Regions from separate parts of the Zea mays genome. Here regions 2 and 3 are each linked to region 1. Evidence: chromatin contacts called from public Hi-C and HiChIP or PLAC-seq data. All regions are on one chromosome and are shown on one strand. Each heading gives the region's core, a stretch centred on a gene start, on an enhancer-like site or on the middle of the called end of the contact. The rest is flanking DNA. Distances are from core to core; before and after follow the strand shown. Region 1 has its middle 17 kb from the start of LOC103635243. Region 2 holds the start of LOC100501899 (3-ketoacyl-CoA synthase). Region 3 holds the start of LOC100285236 (BAH domain containing protein).

Region 1 (3,717 bases), core at 1,084-3,583:
GGCTAATCTGTAAACATATTGGTGGGAGAATGTTTTACCTCCCTGTTATGCAATAATATGTTATGCACTCAGACACCCGGTATTGTAATAAATACTCACTCCTTATATTTTATGAATATAAATTAAGTTATTGTAATCCGCTTCCGCTTTTTCTTTACTCCGACTATGGGTGTAATGTCTGCGTGATGGGTGAAGCGCTCTTGGGTGATATGATGGTGATACAGATGACCAAAATTGTCGAGTGATTATGTGCATCTACATGGTTGTCCGAGGTCCTTATGACAAAGACATCTGTTGGTGGGCCTAATAACATGGGAGGTTCCATGACACTTAACCCATCACGTAGACATGACACATCATCGGAGTAAGGAGTAAGGGGAAAAGGTTACAATAACATACTTTACATTCATAAGAAAATAAAGAAAGTGTAGTTATTACATATCTAGGTACTTGAGTGTGTAATCTTATTATTACATCACAAGGAGGCAAAACACCCTCCCCAAATAAGTTTTAGTTTTCATCCACCTGCTGGGGAACCTCCTTGGAATAGAAATAGCAGAACTCACTCGTTTCATCACCTACAACAACATGGGTTTGAAAACCCTGAGTACAGAGTGTACTTTCGCAAGTCTTACCCGTCAAAGGAAAAGACTCTCAAGGAAATGCTGGCCTTTAGGAATCAAGGTAAAACTCAACGAGATTCATAGACTCCTTTTGCAGAAAAAGCTTACTATGAGTCAATCCTTAAAAATCTATTTTTATTATCAGGTTAAGTAGTTACTTGCATCTAGATTTATTTCTATTCTAGATCAAGCACTTGGTCTATACTAGTTGTCTTTTATCAACCCTTCAGTTCTCTTGATGCTACGTGTAGGGAAGTGACCAAGTCTTCATGTCCGAAAAGTAATGACGATCCGAATCGATTAATACCCAGCTGGGGATCTCCAACCACATGACATATGTAGCACTTAACCCTTGCATATGTCAACTCGCCACCGGGTTTCTCAAGACCAGAATGGGTTCACGCCAACCGAGAGCATAGATACTGCACCGTCCAGCCTCTTGCCACGGAAGGTACACGCTACTCTTGCCATCTCTCCACTCCCATTGCGTGGTGGCCTTTCTGGTATTGGTTTGTACGAGGCAAAGCTTACCCATGATGAGGCATGTGGCTAGTTAAAAGGTCCTTGATCGTCAAGCCTACATCGGCTCGGTCCTTAATCGACTCAGACGAAGACGCTACATCTAGACTCCCCTCTCGTGCAAGTCACCTTCCTGGTCTCGTCTTTATTACTTAAAACCCCAAAGCTTGGTACCTGGCAGAGGTACTTCTTTTCAGATGTTGAAACCATCACGGCCATGATGGATTCACCATCATAAGTATTTTCTTTGTAAAAATCCCCATCTAGTGTGAAGCATCACCCTTTGTTTTAAAACAAAACATTTTGTTTTCTAAAGCAAGGCTAAGCATCGGAAAAATTTAAATAAATCTGGTAACAAGGAATAGTAATCAGTTTTCCAAGGAAGGGAATACATCAATTGTTTAACACACAACTCCTATCACCTAATGCATCATACAAGTTGATAAAGATTTTAAAACTACAAGGAAAGGGGTAATGCACCAGGGCTTGCCTTGTGTTGCAGGAGGTTCAGGGTCCACTCCGCAGATGTCGAAGTAAAAGTTGTTCTCCGCTGGAGGATTTTCAGCCTCGGAGACAACCTCTTCTTCTACCACGGTTTCTTCCTCGTGTTCTATACATGATAATACATGTACATGAATGCTTATGCTATGTCATGAATATGCATTTACACAATAGAAGAAAACTAAGTTGCATCCTGAAAATAACTTTCCTTCATGATACAAACTAATCACTAGGGTTTTCCTAATTTTGGTACTCTTTTATGATTAGTATTAAGTAATTTAACCCTAGAAAGCTAGTTATGGGGTTTCTGATCAAATGGTGCCCAAATCATTTCAATCTTCACTCAGGAGCTCTAATCATCATATTAAGCCTACCCAAAAAGTTTCATCATTTTTGGAGATACTAAATTATTTCTAAAATTCTAAAAAGCTTGGTGTAAGCATCTTTAAATGCTACATAATTCTAGGTTTGGGATAAAAATCTTGGAACTATTTTTATTAATTACTATGTGATTTTAGGAGTCTAGCAAAATTGGTCTCATGATTTTACCAATTTTCTACTATTTTCTACAAACTTTCTAAGCTGGCGGCAAAAAGAAAAGAAGAAACAATGAATAGTGATGGACCGAAACCAGCCCAACAGGCCCAAACCAACATGGAATCCGGGCGTGCCCGCGCCCGCGTATACAGTTTTGCGCAAAGGTCCCTGAAGATTTCAATAACTATTAAGGAATCCCTGATACTGTTTTTTTTTGTCTCACTGACATTCGCATAAAGGCCCCTCTATCTCTGTTTCTTCACGAACCAAATCCCTGGCCACACACCGCGCAAATAGCAGACCGGAGTCGTGCGTACTCGCCGATGAGGATGTGCTCCGGTAGTGTCGAGCACGCGGACACCCCCATGGATGCAACCCAAACACATTCACGCGCTCAATTTGATCAGAGCGCCACTAACTCATAGCTGTCCACGGCAATGGTGAAACCGGATCGTTGGCATGCCGGTACCGGCTTACTCGAACCAGTCGAGTTTAATCCAAGGACGTGGAAAGGCTGAGTGGCTCACTAGGTTCATGGTGCTTGTGCAAACTCAGACGGAAACTACCTGGAACGCCCGGTCGACGTGAGCTATGTCCGCAGCGTCATTCCCGGACAATACCACAACATTCTCTAAGCTATAGTGCGATAGCGTTCAGTCGGCCGAGATAGAGAGCTTTACTAGCATTAAAGGTTGTAGAAACGCGGACTAGAGGGATGTGAATGGACCTGTGGATGGCTGGCCACGACAAGACGTCACACGGTGGCGCGGATGACCAATTTGGGGGAAAACAAAAATTCGTGGGCTATGGTGGATAATCGAAAGTGAGGAGTGGTGCGCTGGGTGTGTAACAAGAAGGCAGAGCAGGGAGGGCCTTCAATTTATAGGGACCACTCGAGTGCTTCGCGAATTTGGGTGAGATGATCTTGCGGCGGCGAGCGAGTGAGTCACCGGAGTTTGCCAAACGTTGCGCTCACTGAGGGTAAAGTCTAGGGAGGGGGGTAATTGGCTGTTTTACATGACCTACGGTGATGTGATACATGGTCCATGGCATGGCACAATTGAGCTCACCGGGGTCACGACGGCGACGATGGCTTAGCCATGTCATAGAGCCAGTGAGTCACTATGGATGGACCAGTACCGGAGACCAAGTTCACTGCCCCTCCTTGACCTTTTCACCCCAGCGCTTATCCATGCCGGTGATCTTTTCCGGCGGGCGCAAATTGCGGTGTGGGATCGGCGGGGAAGTGCCCGACGTCTATGATCTTTTTCAGATACTGTACCATGGTGATCTTCTTTAGTGCGCCTAATAGAGCGATTTGATGAGCTTTGTTCTCAAATTTTCATGTGACAAACTGCTAATCCGACTACATCAAAGTTGTTTCCCAATATACCAGCTTCAACTTTGTTACAGGGTTCTTGATCGAATACTCACTAGATCATGCATAATTCGGCCTCAAAGTTCATCAGAGTTCACTGACAGTCGAGTTTTAGTGTGTGACCCGGCTGACAGTCCAACTTTATAGTCCATTTTTCTC
Region 2 (3,683 bases), core at 877-3,376, 630 kb after region 1:
AGTTACTTTAGTTTCATCTCCCTCATGGGACACCCTAGCAGTGGATCTTACTCTGGCCATTTCAATGTTCAACTTCTTTAGACGAAGTTGATCTTAAGTGACGAAGTGCTTGTTTCAAAGCACAATGAAGAGAGCTTCGGTTTCAGTTAAAATTTTCAACAGCACAACGGTGCAATAGCAATGAATGCTGCGGTAACTTCTCACCAACTTGTCTGTTTATATAGCCCTGCAGGAGAAGAAGGCGAACCGCCAAAGCATGTATACTGGCTGAACGGTGGACCAGCCAACGCTTGGAATATTTTAATCGTTTTTTGATAACAAGCTCAGGGAAGGTGTTTTTCGGACCTTCGGCATTCCGAAGCCTTCGTGTTTTTCGTGGATCGAGCTCGTTATGAAAAAAACGATCTAGCACCACGAAGGGGCTACTGTTGGGGGACTTCTTCTCCACCGAAGGCTCTCAAGACAAAAAACACCTTTGACAAAGTAATACCGAAGTATTCTCTCCTTCTACCGAAGGTTCTCAAGACGAAGACCTCGCTTAGAAGCAACGACGCCAAGTGTCGAAGCTACCATCAGCTTCGGTTTAAATCGAGCAAAGGATGAAAAGACTAGATAGACCCTAGTAATCTAAGTTATGCCAATAAACATATGTTGAGGGTCATGAATGTAATTTTACCCGGGCTGCGTCCCGTGCCTATAAATAGATGAACAGTATCACCGTACTATTCACGCTGATTTGTAATCTCCCTCGCATCAACACCTTTGAACAAGTCGAAGGTATTATTGTAATATAATTCTTGTTAATATTATTGCATATTCCGTGAAATGCAAATATGAATGAATTGATGGGATACACTTGCTGTTTTCGTCCTTTTGCATTCTCATTTATCTATAAGATGATGAAGGCATGTGTTTCGTGACCTTCGTCTGATGATCATTATGTCCATGAGAAGATAATGCTTCGGAAGACGAAGGTTTTTAATACTTAACAATTGTGTTGCCTTGTTCATGATTCACAACATTTGAGAACCAGTGACCAAAAATTCCCGAAGGTTGCCTTCATTTGGAAGATGTCAGGTAATCAACCTATCTCCGAAGATGAAACTGGAACCTTCGGTTCAACACCGTGAACACATGATGAAAGAGTCAGAAAGAACGTGGAATTGAATCTTCAAGACTTGCTCAGTATGACTGTAAAGTAAAAGACAATGGTGCCCTTAACAGACATCATAGCTCACTTGTATAGGTTTGATGACATGTTTGTAACTTTTAAGAAGTTGTATTCCTGCACTATAAAAAGAGGAATAGTGTCATACAGATGGACACGTCTTCCAGGGAAAGAAATTTGAATTGTTGTTCCTATGAAGCTTATTTTTGCCCCTTTTTACCTTCGCGCTATTGTCTGTAGTGCCGAAGGTCCGATTGTGATTGTTAATGGATGAAGGAATGAGAAAGATTAACCCTTGCAACATGAGTAATTTAGAACATTTCTGTGTTACAATCTCTTTATCTACATTCCAATATTCATATATTTATCTCTCACCCTTCTCTTAATTAACACCCTTGTGGAGAGTTAATTGAGAGAAAAATAAGTTATTTATTTGTGTTGTGTCTTGTTTTTTATTTCATTCAAGAGTCAAAAATAAGTAATCAACAAAAACTAATTACACAGATAAAGGATAAACTACGATACGAATTTATTAAATCTAATTAAATCTATGTTTAATATTTCTAATTGATATTTAAACTTTCGATATGACAAGATAAAACTTTAGTCACACAAACCAAACACTGCATTAGTTACCCTATGACGTCTGAACCTGTGCAATGAATACCTGTATTTTTTGACGTTTTGACTATACCTGTATTTTTTGACGTTTTGACTAGGACAACGTGGCCCGGTGGCGGTCTTGCTGGAGTTTGTACCACACAGTCACACACATTGGCTGATTGGCACTGCACGGCATACAGTTGTGGAATTTGTAGACTCGTCCAATTGGATCGCATTAAAGTCGTTGGGTGGCAGCACTGCCTTGCGGCCTTGCCTCCGTTCCCATAATACCCTCGACACAGCCTTTAAAAATCATACGCTCCCTCGACTCTCTTTTCAGCTGCACTGCACACACGCGCACACACAACAGGCCCGCGTGCAGTTGCGAAACCCATATACAGGATAAGGCCTAAAAGGCTAGGCACGCACGGTACTGCTTGTATCATATCATATAGACTAGTACTCCCCACCACGCAGTTGCACTGGCACGATGAACACGCTACTGCATGTCAAGTTCCTGAAGACCATGTACCGGCTGGTCGTCAATAACTTGGTCGCCATCGTCGTCTTCGCCGCCACCGCCGGCGTGGTCGCGAGGACAAGCCCTGAGGAGGTACAGGCGCGGGCGCGCGAGATCCGGCCGGTCCACTGCCTGCTGGCCCTGCTCCTTGCCGCTGCCGTCGCCAAGCTGCGTCGCGTGGGCCGGCCCAAGGACGTGTACCTCGTGGAGTACGGCTGCTTCCGGCCCAAGCCCTGGTTCCGGGCGCCTTTCGCGACGTGCCTGGAGCACGCGCACCTGATGCCGTACCTGGTGGACGAGGAGAGCGTCAGCTTCGCCATCCGCCTGCTCGAACGCTCCGGGCTCGGCGAGGAGACCTGCGTTCCGGATGCGTACCACTACATGCCGCCAGACCGCAGCCTCAGCGCCTCCCGCGACGAGACCGAGTTGGTCATCTTCTCCGCCGTGGACGAGGTGTTCGCCAGGACGAGCGTTAAGGCCGAGGAGATCGACGTGCTCATCGTCAACTGCAGCATCTTCACGCCCACGCCGGTGTTCGCCGACATGGTCGTCAACAGGTACAAGCTTCGCCCCGACGTGCAGAACGTCAACCTGTCCGGGATGGGGTGCAGCGCGGGGCTCGTCTCCGTCGGCCTCGCCAAGAACCTCCTGCAGACGGCACGGCCGGGCACGCACGTCCTCATCGTCTCCACGGAGATCCTCTCGTCGCAGTACTACGTCGGCACGGAGCGCGCCATGCTGCTGCCCAACTGCCTCTTCCGCATGGGCGCTGCGGCCATGATCCTTTCCAACTCCCCGGAGCGCGCGCGGTACAGGCTCACCCGCCTGGTGCGCACCGTGACGGCCGCTCGGGACGCCGACTACCGGTGTGTGTTCCAGGAGGAGGACGACAAGGGCAACACCGGGATCCGCCTCTCCAAGGACCTCGCCGCCACCGCCGGCCACGCGCTCAAGAGCAACATCGCCGCCTTCGGACCCCTCGTCCTACCAGCCTCGGAGCAGCTCCTCGTCGCGCTGTCCTTCCTCAAGCGGAAGCTCCTGCTCCTCAGAGGCCGCGCCAAGGTGAGGCTCTACCGTCCGGACTTCCGCACGGCGTTCGAGCACATCTGCATCCACGCAGGCGGCCGCGGGGTGATCGACGAGGTTCAGCATGGCCTCGGCCTGTCCGACGAGGACGTGGAGGCGTCGCGGATGACGCTGCACAGGTTCGGGAACACGTCCAGCAGCTCCGTGCTCTACGAACTGGCCTACATCGAGGCCAAGGGGGCGATGAAAAAGGGCGACCGGATTTGGATGATCTCCTTCGGCGCCGGCTTCGACTGCAACAGTGTTGCGTGGGAGTGCGTCAAGCCGCCAGCCGACGCCGACGGGCCGTGGGTCGACACCATCCAC
Region 3 (3,806 bases), core at 919-3,418, 770 kb after region 1:
ATCAGTACGCATCATCTGATTTGACTTTTTACTTCAGTTCTTCTGATTTTGTCATGATTTATATTCGGAATTTAATCTGGAAATTGTCTAATTATTCAACATTCTTCACTCAGATTCTGATTTGGTTTTTAACTTTTTGCACAACCATTTCACGGCGAAGATGCAGGGTGAGAAGGCGGACAAGACATGGCGGCTCCTGGTGAAGAAGGTGAGGAGGGCTAGAGCGATGGCCAGCTTGGTCGAGAGGCAGGTGCCGGAGGTTGTGGCTATGTCGTGGCCTCGTGGGCGAAGTACAACAGCGGCAGCAAATGGGCGCGAAACTGAGACAAAGATACACTACTCGTCCGGCATGTATGGTGAAGTCTTCTGCAGTTTTTTTGCGCTTATGAATGCAATCCGACGCTGCCATGCAAACAAGGTCTGTCTGAAACAAGGAGCTCGACGCCATGATTCATGGTGATGAGCTTAGCCACGTCGGCGCTGTGTCAGACTGTCGTCGCCAGCGGACAAGCACCTCGGTGCCAAGATCTATGGCACCGAACCGTGTTACCTAGGCGCCACGGTCTATGGCGCCGAGAAAAGAGTTTAAAAACGAGATTAAATTATATAGGGGTCTGAACGTGAACATTTTCAAGAAAAAAATTAAAATACAAAAAAATTCGGGACGTCCAACGAGGATTCATCCGTTCGTACACGAAAAAATTGCTATTTTAGCCCTTCTAACGTGGGCTATTGCTATTATGTGACCCTCTGTCTATGACTTGTGGAACTATTTGTGTTTATAATTTCTGAGTCTGATGGTAAAATAGAGAAGTCCATAACTGAGAGCGACAAAATAACAAATTCGTACACGTTCTCAGGGTGCTGGACAGGCGGTACACATCAGTGGCGAACAGTTCCTTCCGCGCACACAAGTCTGTCCTGGGCGAGGTTTGTGGCTTTGTGCAGTGTGTATCTCCTATCCCTGCTCCGCACACAAAACATTATATTGAATATAGATTTTTTTATTGAATACAACTATACAAACTAAACGTATGTACCACAAAATAATATTGAACATAGAAAAAAACTTTACAAGGCTGATTTGGCAAAACAATATAGAAAGTCATGTTGTCAAATAGATTTTTATAATGACTTTGGCTTTTCTAGAAAAGCAGAAAAGCTAGAGCAGAAGCTATTTATGTAATTACTCCGTTCATAAATATATGACACTATTGACTTTTTTTTTAATTTTTTTGACCACTCTTCTTATTCAAAAAAAATTAATATATTGTAATTTATTTTTTGATTTGTTTTATCGCTTAAGTTAGTTTGTGTTTGACTTAAAATTTTAAGTTTTTGAATAAATATTTTAAATAAGACGAGTGGTCAAAGTTATTTTTAAAAAAAATCGACGGTATCATATATTTGTGAACGGAGGTAGTAAAAGCTAAAGCCCTTGACAAAGAGGATGTTAGATGTACACTTTAGAGGGTGTTTAACATTGCTTTAAAGTTGAGCAACTCTGCTTCAAAGTTGTAGAGTTTCTAAAAGTGTTTAGTTTACAGAATAGCTTTAGTTTCACTAAAATGAGATTTTTTCTTGTGTAGTTGGTGGCAATGATGGGTAATTACTCTCTAACTCCATGAGGTTATTGAAAAACCGTGTTTGTGAAGCACACTTTGCTCCTTTATAAAAAAGTGAAGTTAACCCTCAACTTTATATTTTTTTGGTGAAGGCGAGTCGTTGAAGTTAGAAGAGTCGTTGAAGTTAGAAGTGTTTGACTAGATGTTTGTGAAGCTAAGTTGATTTCCGTAAAATGAAGCAGTCCCAAATACTCAAGCTGGATGATACAAAGTTAAGTTTAGAGCATCTTCAAAGGACACTTCATTTTTTTATTACTTTTTATTTGACTCTTTATTTATCTCTCAATAACGATTATACTCTATAATATAGCATCTCATCTCAACCGACTCTCTAATATGCAATTTAGTTTGGTTAGGAAGATGACTAATTTAGAGAGCCAGATATCTTGACGATTTAGATAATTATTCTGTTGAATAGTTATTTTGCTATTAAATAGCTAAAATTTAGTATTTTAGAGATGTTCTTAAGGTTAGTATGCTACTAGGAAAAACCTAGACACGAAGTCCAACCCAAATCTCAATATCCCAACCCTCCGATCCCCATTTCCATCCACTCCGACACCAATCCTCCGCTCCGACCACCGCCGGAGAAATGGGGCGGCGCCGCCGGTTCGCGCAGCTGGACGATGACGACGACGACGACGAAGACGTGCCCATCAATTTCAAGCCCTCGGGTGGCGCCTCCTCCTCGGACGCCAAACCCAGGAAGCCCCAGCCGCCGCCGCAGCAGCGCCGCGGAGTCTCCGATGACGACGACGAGGACGTGGAGGAAGTGGAACTTGAGGAGGAGGAGGACGACGAGAAGGATCTCGAGGCAATGCGACGGGCCGAGGAGGAGGAGCGCCGCGAGCAGGAGGCCGAGACGAAGACTCGCCGCCGCCGGGGACGGCCCAAGCGCCGCCGCGACCCGGGGAGCGAGGATGAGGAGCCCGAGGAGCTAGAGCTGCAAACGGAGGATCCCCGTGAGGAGGAGATCACGGAGGCGGTGCCCGTAGCTGTAGGGGACCCGGTCAAGATCACTGGCAAGGGGAAGAAGCAGAAGAAGCACTATGCTTCCTTCGAGTACGAGGGCAACAGCTTCGAGCTGGTAAGCCTCCTCCTCCGTTTCTCGCTTCCAGATTTTTGCTCTCTTGGTATTTTTTGGGTTTCTGGAGGCGCAAATTGTTTTCTTTCCGGTGGTTGATTGCTGCGGGTTCAATTGCGCAGGAGGACCCCGTGCTTCTCACGCCTGAGGACAGCAATCAGAAGCCCTATGTCGCCATCCTCAAGGTCTGTGTTCGTATCAGGGACCAAAACCAAACATTGCCGAATAAACTGCGGATCTGTTTAGTTTCCTGAAATTTTAATTTTACTTGATTCATTTGTAGGATTTCATAGATTTCACTGAACTTGATGGGTTGGTAACTATTGATGCTTCTGTTGTGTGATAGTTTTGATTGACCAGAGTCTTTATACCAGTATAAGATAGACATGTTGTTTTACCATGAAATATGAGATGATGCTAGGTTTTGGCTGCAGCATTTTTTGTATTGACATTGTGCTTAGACTGTAACACCTTTATTTGCATCCAGCTGTTTTGTTCTGTGACCTCACTATTTTTTGCATAAATTATTTCTTAAATGCAGTCGTCCCTTTTTTAACTTCTTATATTGTTCCCTGCATTTGGTTGCTACAACTAAATTAGATATGTTAGAGCAATTCCAAGAGATTAGCAAAAAAGATTAGCCAAATTTACTGATTCAGCTGGTGTCTAAAATAGATTTTTTTTTTAAAAAAGAGTAGACTAATCCAACAGACTCTGCAAACCAACAATAGAGATGGCGAGTGAAGCATACTATCCAAAAATAGAGAGCGAAATTGGAGGGATGAAGAGCTACTAAATTTAAAGAGGCATTTACAAAGTCTATTAGAATTGTTTTTCTTCTAATAGTAGCCAAATTTAGTTTTACAAAACGATCTGACTAGTCTTTTTGGAGTTGCTCTTACTATTGAATTGTTGAAACTTGGACATCATAGTAATCTCTTCTCATGAACATTGAGTAAGTGCTTGCTGCTAGGCGTAATTTTCAATCTGTTTTTTTATTGCCATGGGTGCACCTGCAAATGGACTCTATGCTGGGGCCAACCCTTATGTGAAGCATTTTAATATCTCCTGTGACTGGAGCATTGGAATGGTTACCT

The links. A called contact is a pair of places that touch in the nucleus more often than the background predicts. HiChIP or PLAC-seq counts read pairs in DNA pulled down with a chosen protein or histone mark.
Region 2: an H3K4me3 HiChIP or PLAC-seq map of leaf shows a contact between it and region 1, with 10 times the contacts expected there. The contact joins the promoter of LOC100501899 here to the enhancer-like site in region 1. A contact is called at or near these places in 6 of 25 Hi-C or Micro-C datasets (leaf, leaf mesophyll and tassel) and 1 of 3 datasets of contacts at active chromatin or transcription factors (leaf).
Region 3: a Hi-C map of leaf shows a contact between it and region 1, with 7 times the contacts expected there. The contact joins the promoter of LOC100285236 here to the enhancer-like site in region 1. A contact is called at or near these places in 5 of 25 Hi-C or Micro-C datasets (ear, leaf and tassel).

The regions. Positions count from the first base shown.
Region 1 is chr8:59,203,612-59,207,328 of Zm-B73-REFERENCE-NAM-5.0, reverse strand. No RefSeq gene overlaps it. Among protein-coding and RNA genes, the nearest start is that of LOC103635243, 17 kb to the right of the region's middle. Within about 2 kb of position 2,333, at least 16 of the 20 cell types and tissues checked have an H3K27ac peak or open chromatin away from gene starts, as enhancers often do. A contact at or near this core is called in ear, leaf, leaf mesophyll and 1 more, where this site is marked.
Region 2 is chr8:58,571,175-58,574,857 of Zm-B73-REFERENCE-NAM-5.0, reverse strand. LOC100501899 (3-ketoacyl-CoA synthase) reads left to right here and starts at 2,126. Exons shown (of 1, transcript NM_001323542.1): 1 at 2,126-3,683. The coding sequence starts at 2,262.
Region 3 is chr8:58,436,300-58,440,105 of Zm-B73-REFERENCE-NAM-5.0, reverse strand. It overlaps LOC100285236 (BAH domain containing protein), which reads left to right and starts at 2,168. Exons shown (of 8, transcript NM_001158130.1): 1 at 2,168-2,712; 2 at 2,832-2,894. The coding sequence starts at 2,218.